Linked DNA regions of Mus musculus: region 2 is linked to region 1. A link is a contact called in public HiChIP or PLAC-seq data. All regions are on one chromosome and are shown on one strand. The core of a region is the stretch at or near the end of the contact, and the rest is flanking DNA. Distances in the headings are between cores, read along the strand shown.

Region 1 (3,489 bases), core at 514-3,013:
GTCCTAAAACACCTTTAGCTTTTTCCAGATAGTACATCCAGGCCTGGATTCCTCCTCAAGCAAGGAAGGCCAGCGGGGGAATTCAGGGACAACACCCCTAGCATCTATCAATTTCAAGGTATTTGGTTCATTTGCAGACAGCGGCGCGGGTGGATGAGAGGCGCTCTGCTCAGAAAGGCCTGTGGAGAGGTTTTGGCTTGACATTCACTTAGCTTGACACAGCTAAGACTGGGACTTAAAGTGAGCCCCCTGGGGACCTAAGGCAGACCCTTTTCTGGCCCCATCGCTTCTGTGTTCCTCCTCGCGCACCTGGCCAGTCCTGCACAGTGGCCCAGGTCCAGAATTCGCCATCAGGAGACGCAAGCCCGCCTGGGTTTAAACCCGGCTCTGCTACCGGAAGTCATTTGATAAATCTCAGGCTGGCATTTCTAATCTTTGCGGCTCCTCAGTTTTGCAAATCTTTAAACAAGCTGTAACCTCCTTCAAACAGCGCGCCAGACAGACAACCCCCAGGGTCAGACAGAATGCATCTGCACTCCACTTCCTCCAAGGTCAGGCCCGCACCTCTTCCAGCACCTTTCTGTCTGCTGATTCCCGTGCACTCATCCCGCAGCCCAAAACCCAGGAATGTCTCCCACCCTGGAGGCCCAGGTCTGAGCACAGGAGACTCATCGAGCCCCTGGGGGCAGACCAGGGGGAGAGTACCCTCCGGGCAAGATCAGCGAGGTGGGGGTTGGTCGAGTGATTTATGGTGCTTATCAACGTTTTAGGAAGCAGAAATTAACCTGAGGAGGATTAGGCCCCGAGCTTTGAAGTGCGTTGTTTTGTTTTCCTCCCGTCCACTCCCAGGATCAAACAGTTCCTGTTCCTTCCATCGCTCTCCTCCTACTCCGGTTGTCTCTTCTCCCCTCGCCTATGCCCTAACAAGCCCTTTTGCATTGTTTTTCTTAATTTCAAATAGAAATCTTTTGACACTAGCTACCGAGTTCCTGTCAGTGGTCTAGAAACAGAAAGACCCCTCCCCCATCCCTGTCCTCCGGGAATAGTGTTTAACGTTTGAACATCCACTTTCTGTTTGGGAGATCAGAGGTAGCAAATCTGTAACTCTTCTTTTCTTTGGCACTTTCTTCCCATCCAAAGCCCTTAGCCTAGTCCCCCAGGGAGGCTGGCCTTCCCGGGAAGAGGGCTAGGTTGAGGTGCTTGGCCTTCATCTCTGGGCGAGTGCTAACTTCGCTTAGCTCATCACACCTCCGGGTAGTGCGGATTCCTGGATGGTCCTCTTAGCTCTCCAGTCTTCCAGGGCCCGGGACTGTGGGGTGCTCTTTCCACGCTGCTCTTTATTCCCCCCTCCCCGACATTCAAGCTTCCGAGCGGAATCGTCTCCCGCAGTTCTTTCCCGGAGGCGCTAGTTGAAAATGCAATTTCCTTGGGGGGGTGGGGGTGGGGGGAGAGTGGAGAGGCAGGGGGTGTGGTCCGGCTGAGAGTAAAACAGAAACTCGGTTTGTTTGGGGTTCTGAAACCATCCATGTTTTATTGCATCCGCCTCAGAGTCAACTAAGACTTAATGAGCATCCAGGCGGGAAAAGCACAAGGAGATTTGCTCGGTGCTCGGGAGGGGACCTGAGTGAGGGGAGTCTGTTTACTTTCTCTTGCAACTAGAGGTTGCAACATCTTCCCCAAATGGCTCCTTCTAGTGCCGGGGGTATAGACAGGCAAGTCAAAAGGCATCAGGTTTCAGCTCTCTGAGTAATCCAAGATCATTCAGCCAAGAAGACCTTCGAAGTTGGCCCTGTCTACAGCTTGTAATGAAAAGGGTAATCTGTCGTGTAATGAAAAACAGTACCCACAAAACAAACCAGTCTCCGACGGCCTTCCACCTCGCACCACTCTACCCTAAAACCCGCCAGTGACAAATATTACTATCCAGTTCCACCCCCAAAAGAGGAAGCAGTAGATCTTCCTCTTAATAACTTCCCAAAGTGTTACAAATAATAAAAGGGGCGCATAAATCATCGCCCAAGCGACTCAATGCGGACCACGAAGGATTTACTTCTCTTGAGCCTTAGCTTCCAATCGCTCTCTCATTGGTTTATTTCTCGAAGTCCGCCCCCAGATCCATGCTCTTATTGGTCAATATGGCAGGGTGACGAGTAGAAAGGGCGTGGGGTTGGTGGGAGGCTGGATTTTTCCAGTGCGCAAGCGTTCTAGGGTGTGCGGGTGTGATTGACAGCCAGGGGGAAACAAGTGCGCGTGCGTGGATGAGTGAGCCAGTCAGAGACACACAGAGACAGAGACACACAGAGACAGAGACACATAGAAAAAAGAAAGAGGGAGAGGGATGGAGAGAGAAAGAGAGAGAGAGAGAGAGAGAGAGAGAAAGGAAGGGGGGGAGAGAAAGAAAGAAATGAGGTGTAAGGAGAAGGAAGAGAGCTAAGGTGAAAGAGACCTATGGCGAGGTGGTGGGTGCTGACACTGGTGGGGTGCAGTCCTAGCTGCAGGCATTTCCCGCTGAGTCAGATTGTTGTGCCCGGTCCTCCACAGATCCTCTAGGAGGGCCTGGAAGGGATTCACTGAGGACGGTCTTCACCAGGCTAACTGTTGGTAGGGAGTAAAGAGAAATAGGAGGCTTGCTTTCCTCTAGGAATCCACTTAAAATCGCCAGAAGTTTATTTTTATAGCCGTGTTATTCGTGCATTTCCGGAAAAGCACACAATTCAAGCCCTCAATGTCCCAGGTATCGTAGTCCTAGGCACTCCACTAATAGCCAGCATCACTCCAGCCCTGTGTGGCTTCTCACAAACACATCTGCCACAGCTCTCTAAGCGGCTTGTAATCGAAGAGGCCCGAGAAAAAGACACACTGTAAGAGTGCTTGGGTGGAAGGAAAAAAAATAAATAAAGAGGAAAAAAATACGTAAAGGAAGAAAATTAGAAAAGTGCAGCCACTAAAGAATAGTGACAGAAAAAAAACCAAACAAACAAATAAACAAACAAAACTACCCGCCCCATCCCCAAACATACGTACAAACAAAAAGACAAAACCGCGGAAGGACAAGTCCGCTCACTACTGAGTGGAAAATTTGGAAATCATTCCAGGACCGGCTTTATACAGAAGGATCAAACCCGGTTTGTGTAGATGCCTGTTAACGCCTGCTACAAAATTCTTGAGAGGCGAGGGCCGGTGTCTGCAGCTGCAGCCGCTGGGCCGCTGCCCGCTTGCATCCAAATTCCAGCGTCTGGAAGCGAGAGGCCCGGATTGTTTCCTCACTCCGGCCGGCCGCGGATTCCTTCCTGCACGTATTTTAGGGCAATAATAAACGCCTTGTGAAGCTGGGCATGTTTTAAATTACAATATTCCTGGAAGATCTAGTCGAGAATCTAAGTGTTTGGCTTTACGAATTTCTAAATTTAAAACTGTCCATGACTTCTTCACAGGCCCTACAGATTTTTTTTCCGTTAAAAAAAAAGTGTTTATGTGAGGAGAAATGTG
Region 2 (3,571 bases), core at 814-3,313, 880 kb before region 1:
GTCAGTACCGCATAGGAATCCGTAAAATACTTGAAGAATGAATGAATACTCACCTTGTTCTGATGGTAAAGACGGCCGTGTGACGTACAAATGCAAATCTGGTTAATGGCAGCCACTGGAGTCTCCTTCCTGGTAAGGAGATGTTCCCTTTTCTGGACACGTTGAATATTTTCTACAGTGGCCTTCTATGTCCTTGTCCTTACCTATGCTACCCAGCCAGAGGAACCACCACCACACCACCACACCACCACCCCTTTTATTTTCTATTTCCAGGGAAAGAGAAGTCTCCTTTCTCATGAAGATCTGTGTCTCATTTAAAAGGTTTATCTAATCTACTTTTTTGATTAAGCTTTCCAATTGAAGGTGCCAAGAACACTCAGTCTTTATAACATAAGAATAGTGAATGAAACACGAAGACATTCATACAGAACTGGGAAGAGCCTTGGATGTCAGGCAAGTGGAGCAGAGCGAAGTCTGACTATTACTATTTTATGTACAGCTCTATGTCTGTGTACCAACTTCATACTTGGTTCCTGCAAAGGCCAGAGAAGGCCATCAAAATCCCCTGGGACTGGAGTTGCCATGTGGGTGCTGGGATTAAATTCCTGGTCCTCTGGAAAAGTAGTCAGTACTCATAACCACTGAGCCATCTCTCCAGCTCCACCCAGGGTACTTTTAGCTGCGTGGAAGGTCGATAGATCTACAGAACACCACTCCCTCTTGGAAGCGGCATCCTGGATTTTACTTTTTTTGACAGATAAAATTGAGTTATAGCTGTGAGAATCTGAGAGCAACAGTGGCATCATCCTTCAGGAAAGCCATCCTTTCAGCTGTACTGGCTGAGGTTCGTCAGTTAATTTACTCCACCAGTAAAGCAACTGTTAGACTTTTATAAACTTTCTGTTTTATAAACACTACGTCTACTTAGGCCTGAACTTTAAACAGTCGGAGAAAAAGGAATAAAAATTCAACAAGGTTTGCATCAAAATCCTGAGTCTCATCCTAACAAAACCCCAGAGCAGGGCAGCACGGCAAGTTTCAGGTGTTCAATCAATGCCCTTCAAATAAATGGATGAAAATCTAAAGTTGTGAATGAGATCAATGAAGCTGTGATCACTAACTGTCCCTGAAGATCTGTCTGTCGCGAGCCTCTGACTGCCGACTTTAAGTATGGATTTTTGTACTAGTATTAAGGAATAAGAAGGTGTGATTTTTCTTTTGAAGTCACTTAGTCCTTTGCCCCCTACAGGATTGTACATGTCACCTCAACAGCTTGTCGCCTACCCATAAATGTTTGGTGGAAGAGAGAGCTTCTGGTTCTTATATGTTCCTAAGTGCCAACATCGTACTAAAAACAACCCTGCTGGACCACCGCAATGTATAGATTTAAAGTGTTCTGTAATGCGTTACGACTTAACATATGTAGCTTTGCCTCCAACATCTGTATCCTGATTTGTAGTCTAATAAACCTCCCTGCTGCAGATGGCGGGTGCATGGTTGTTCCGAGGTGCAATGCATCAACGCAGCATTTCTAAACACAAAGCAATAATGTATTCAATTAAGGGAGGAAATAAAACATCAGGCTGTTTCTTATAATAAATCTTTTACTAAAGCTTCCACCGTCATATGTTTGCTGAGGAAATAATACATGCCATTCAGACTAAGGGTTATTGTAGCCTGCTGAGGGAAACATGAAATTCTGGAGGCTTCAGCAGTACTGGGAAACCCCTGAAACATGGGAAGTGTACAAATTAGAAAAGGGTGTACTATGTGACTAATGATACCTCCTGGGATACCTTTGCAACCCATATTTACTGTTATGATCGCTGGCTTCATTTAAGCTACAGGAGTTGAAAAGCAATCCCCCTGTACTGGAGGAACACCTCTGTGCTCATTAGATGTGGTTGTAACTTAAGCTCTAAAGGCTTTCTTCTTCACTGTCATTCTTCATACTTCTGGAAATGTGGTGCTTGAACTTCGAATAAAAGTGGTCCATAGCATGACCATGTAAGCTGCAGCTCCCGGAAGGCACGCTCACACCTCTACATCTGTAGCCGGCTCTGGGACTGAACAGAGACTTAATTCACCCCAGATGTTGCCCAAAAGAAAGTTCTGGAGTAAGGCTGCCAGTCTTAGGCGTTTCTAGCCACTATGGCCCAGGCAAGGGTATGGATCTTCAGCCCAGAGTCCCTAGCTTTTTGTTGGAGACTTTTCATCTAGTATGCCAAGAAAAAAAATATTGCTGGATCCCATAAAGTCAGTCCCCAAAACCCCCACCCTCGGTGGAAAACAGCGGCTACTTGACATCATTTGGATAGATGATTCTAGGTCTTTCTGTCATAAACATGTCAAAGAAAAATATTGTTCTGCTGTCTTCAGACTACATTATTCCCTTGTACTGTAAGAAAGCTTACATAACAATTTCTTTGGAAAAAAAAAAAAACCAAAACACTGTATATGTAATGGCTTGTGTTGCTGATCGCCAGAATAGCCTTTGATAGATTAACACAATCAGGCAGCATGTTTATTTCTAATGATACTGTGTTTTGTTTGCTTTTTTTTTTTTTTTTTTTGGTAGAGTCTCATGTAGCTCTGGATGGTCTTGAACTTTCTGCGTAGTTAAGCATAACCTTGAGTTTGTGATCCTTCGACCTTCACCTCCCAAGTGGTGGGGTCACAGGTGTGAGCCACCTGCTCAACTTTGATACTTTTACTCTGCAGTAATACTCTTCTTTACTTAGCTTCAGGTTTTATTAGCCAGTCCCCTGTTCTTCGGGGAAGGACGCTTGGTGTAATGTCAGTGTCCTTTATCATGTGAAATGCTTAATTTCAGGCTCTGCGAATGGGGAAAGCTCAGTCATCAAGCAGTGTAGACTTTAGTCTCATGTTAACCCATCTGTAGCCTCCCTTCTTTTGGTCTCTCAGGCTCAGACCTCTTTTGGGGACTGGCTAGAGTCATCTTCTTGATATGTGAGGTAAATCTAGTATGTGAGATGGCTAGTCTGCACAGTGGAGGCTTCTCTGACATTGCGGCTTCTCGGCTGTAGTCGCAGACGGGCCTCTGCAGGCCCACTGTGCCTTATGAACCATGGTGTTCTCTCTGGAGGGAGACCATTTCCTATTATGTCAGAGCAGATACAGAAAACAGCCTGTCTGGGCTCAGTTGGGATAACTATTCATAAAAATCGCAACTTAATAAGGATATCTTCAATATTTATTAAGGGAAAAATGTGAAAAGAGTCATATGAAAGATAGCTTTGACCTTTGCAAAACTACTGTTAAAGACATTGTTCACTGAATATTAAATAATTGATCAGAAATGCATCCATCCAACAGCCTTTTAAAACCTGTCTCCTGACAACCTGATGTGTTTCTTGGCTAAATGTTGGAATCTATGCCATGCATGGAATTATTGCTCCTGGTTTGGCTACAGAAAAAATAAAAAAGAACTAAGTTTTCTGATCTGTATTCCTTACCCCATTCCTCTGTGGAATGGTCTCTCTCTCTCTCTTTCTCTCTTTCTCTCTCTCTCTCTCTCTCTCTCTCTCTCTCTCTCTCTCTCTCTCTCTGT

What was found. HiChIP or PLAC-seq counts read pairs in DNA pulled down with a chosen protein or histone mark.
Region 2: a contact with region 1 is called in an H3K4me3 HiChIP or PLAC-seq map of embryonic limb bud, with 6 times the contacts expected there. The contact joins two enhancer-like sites. A contact is called at or near these places in 9 of 115 datasets of contacts at active chromatin or transcription factors (craniofacial prominence, embryonic forebrain, embryonic limb bud and 5 more).

What each region holds. Positions count from the first base shown.
Region 1 is chr6:51,171,710-51,175,198 of GRCm38.p6, reverse strand. No RefSeq gene overlaps it. Among named protein-coding and RNA genes, the nearest start is that of Gm32328, 7.0 kb to the right of the region's middle. Within about 2 kb of position 1,763, at least 182 of the 459 cell types and tissues checked have an H3K27ac peak or open chromatin away from gene starts, as enhancers often do. A contact at or near this core is called in embryonic limb bud, where this site is marked.
Region 2 is chr6:52,052,238-52,055,808 of GRCm38.p6, reverse strand. No RefSeq gene overlaps it. Among named protein-coding and RNA genes, the nearest start is that of Skap2, 41 kb to the right of the region's middle. Within about 2 kb of position 2,063, at least 1 of the 459 cell types and tissues checked has an H3K27ac peak or open chromatin away from gene starts, as enhancers often do. A contact at or near this core is called in embryonic limb bud, where this site is marked.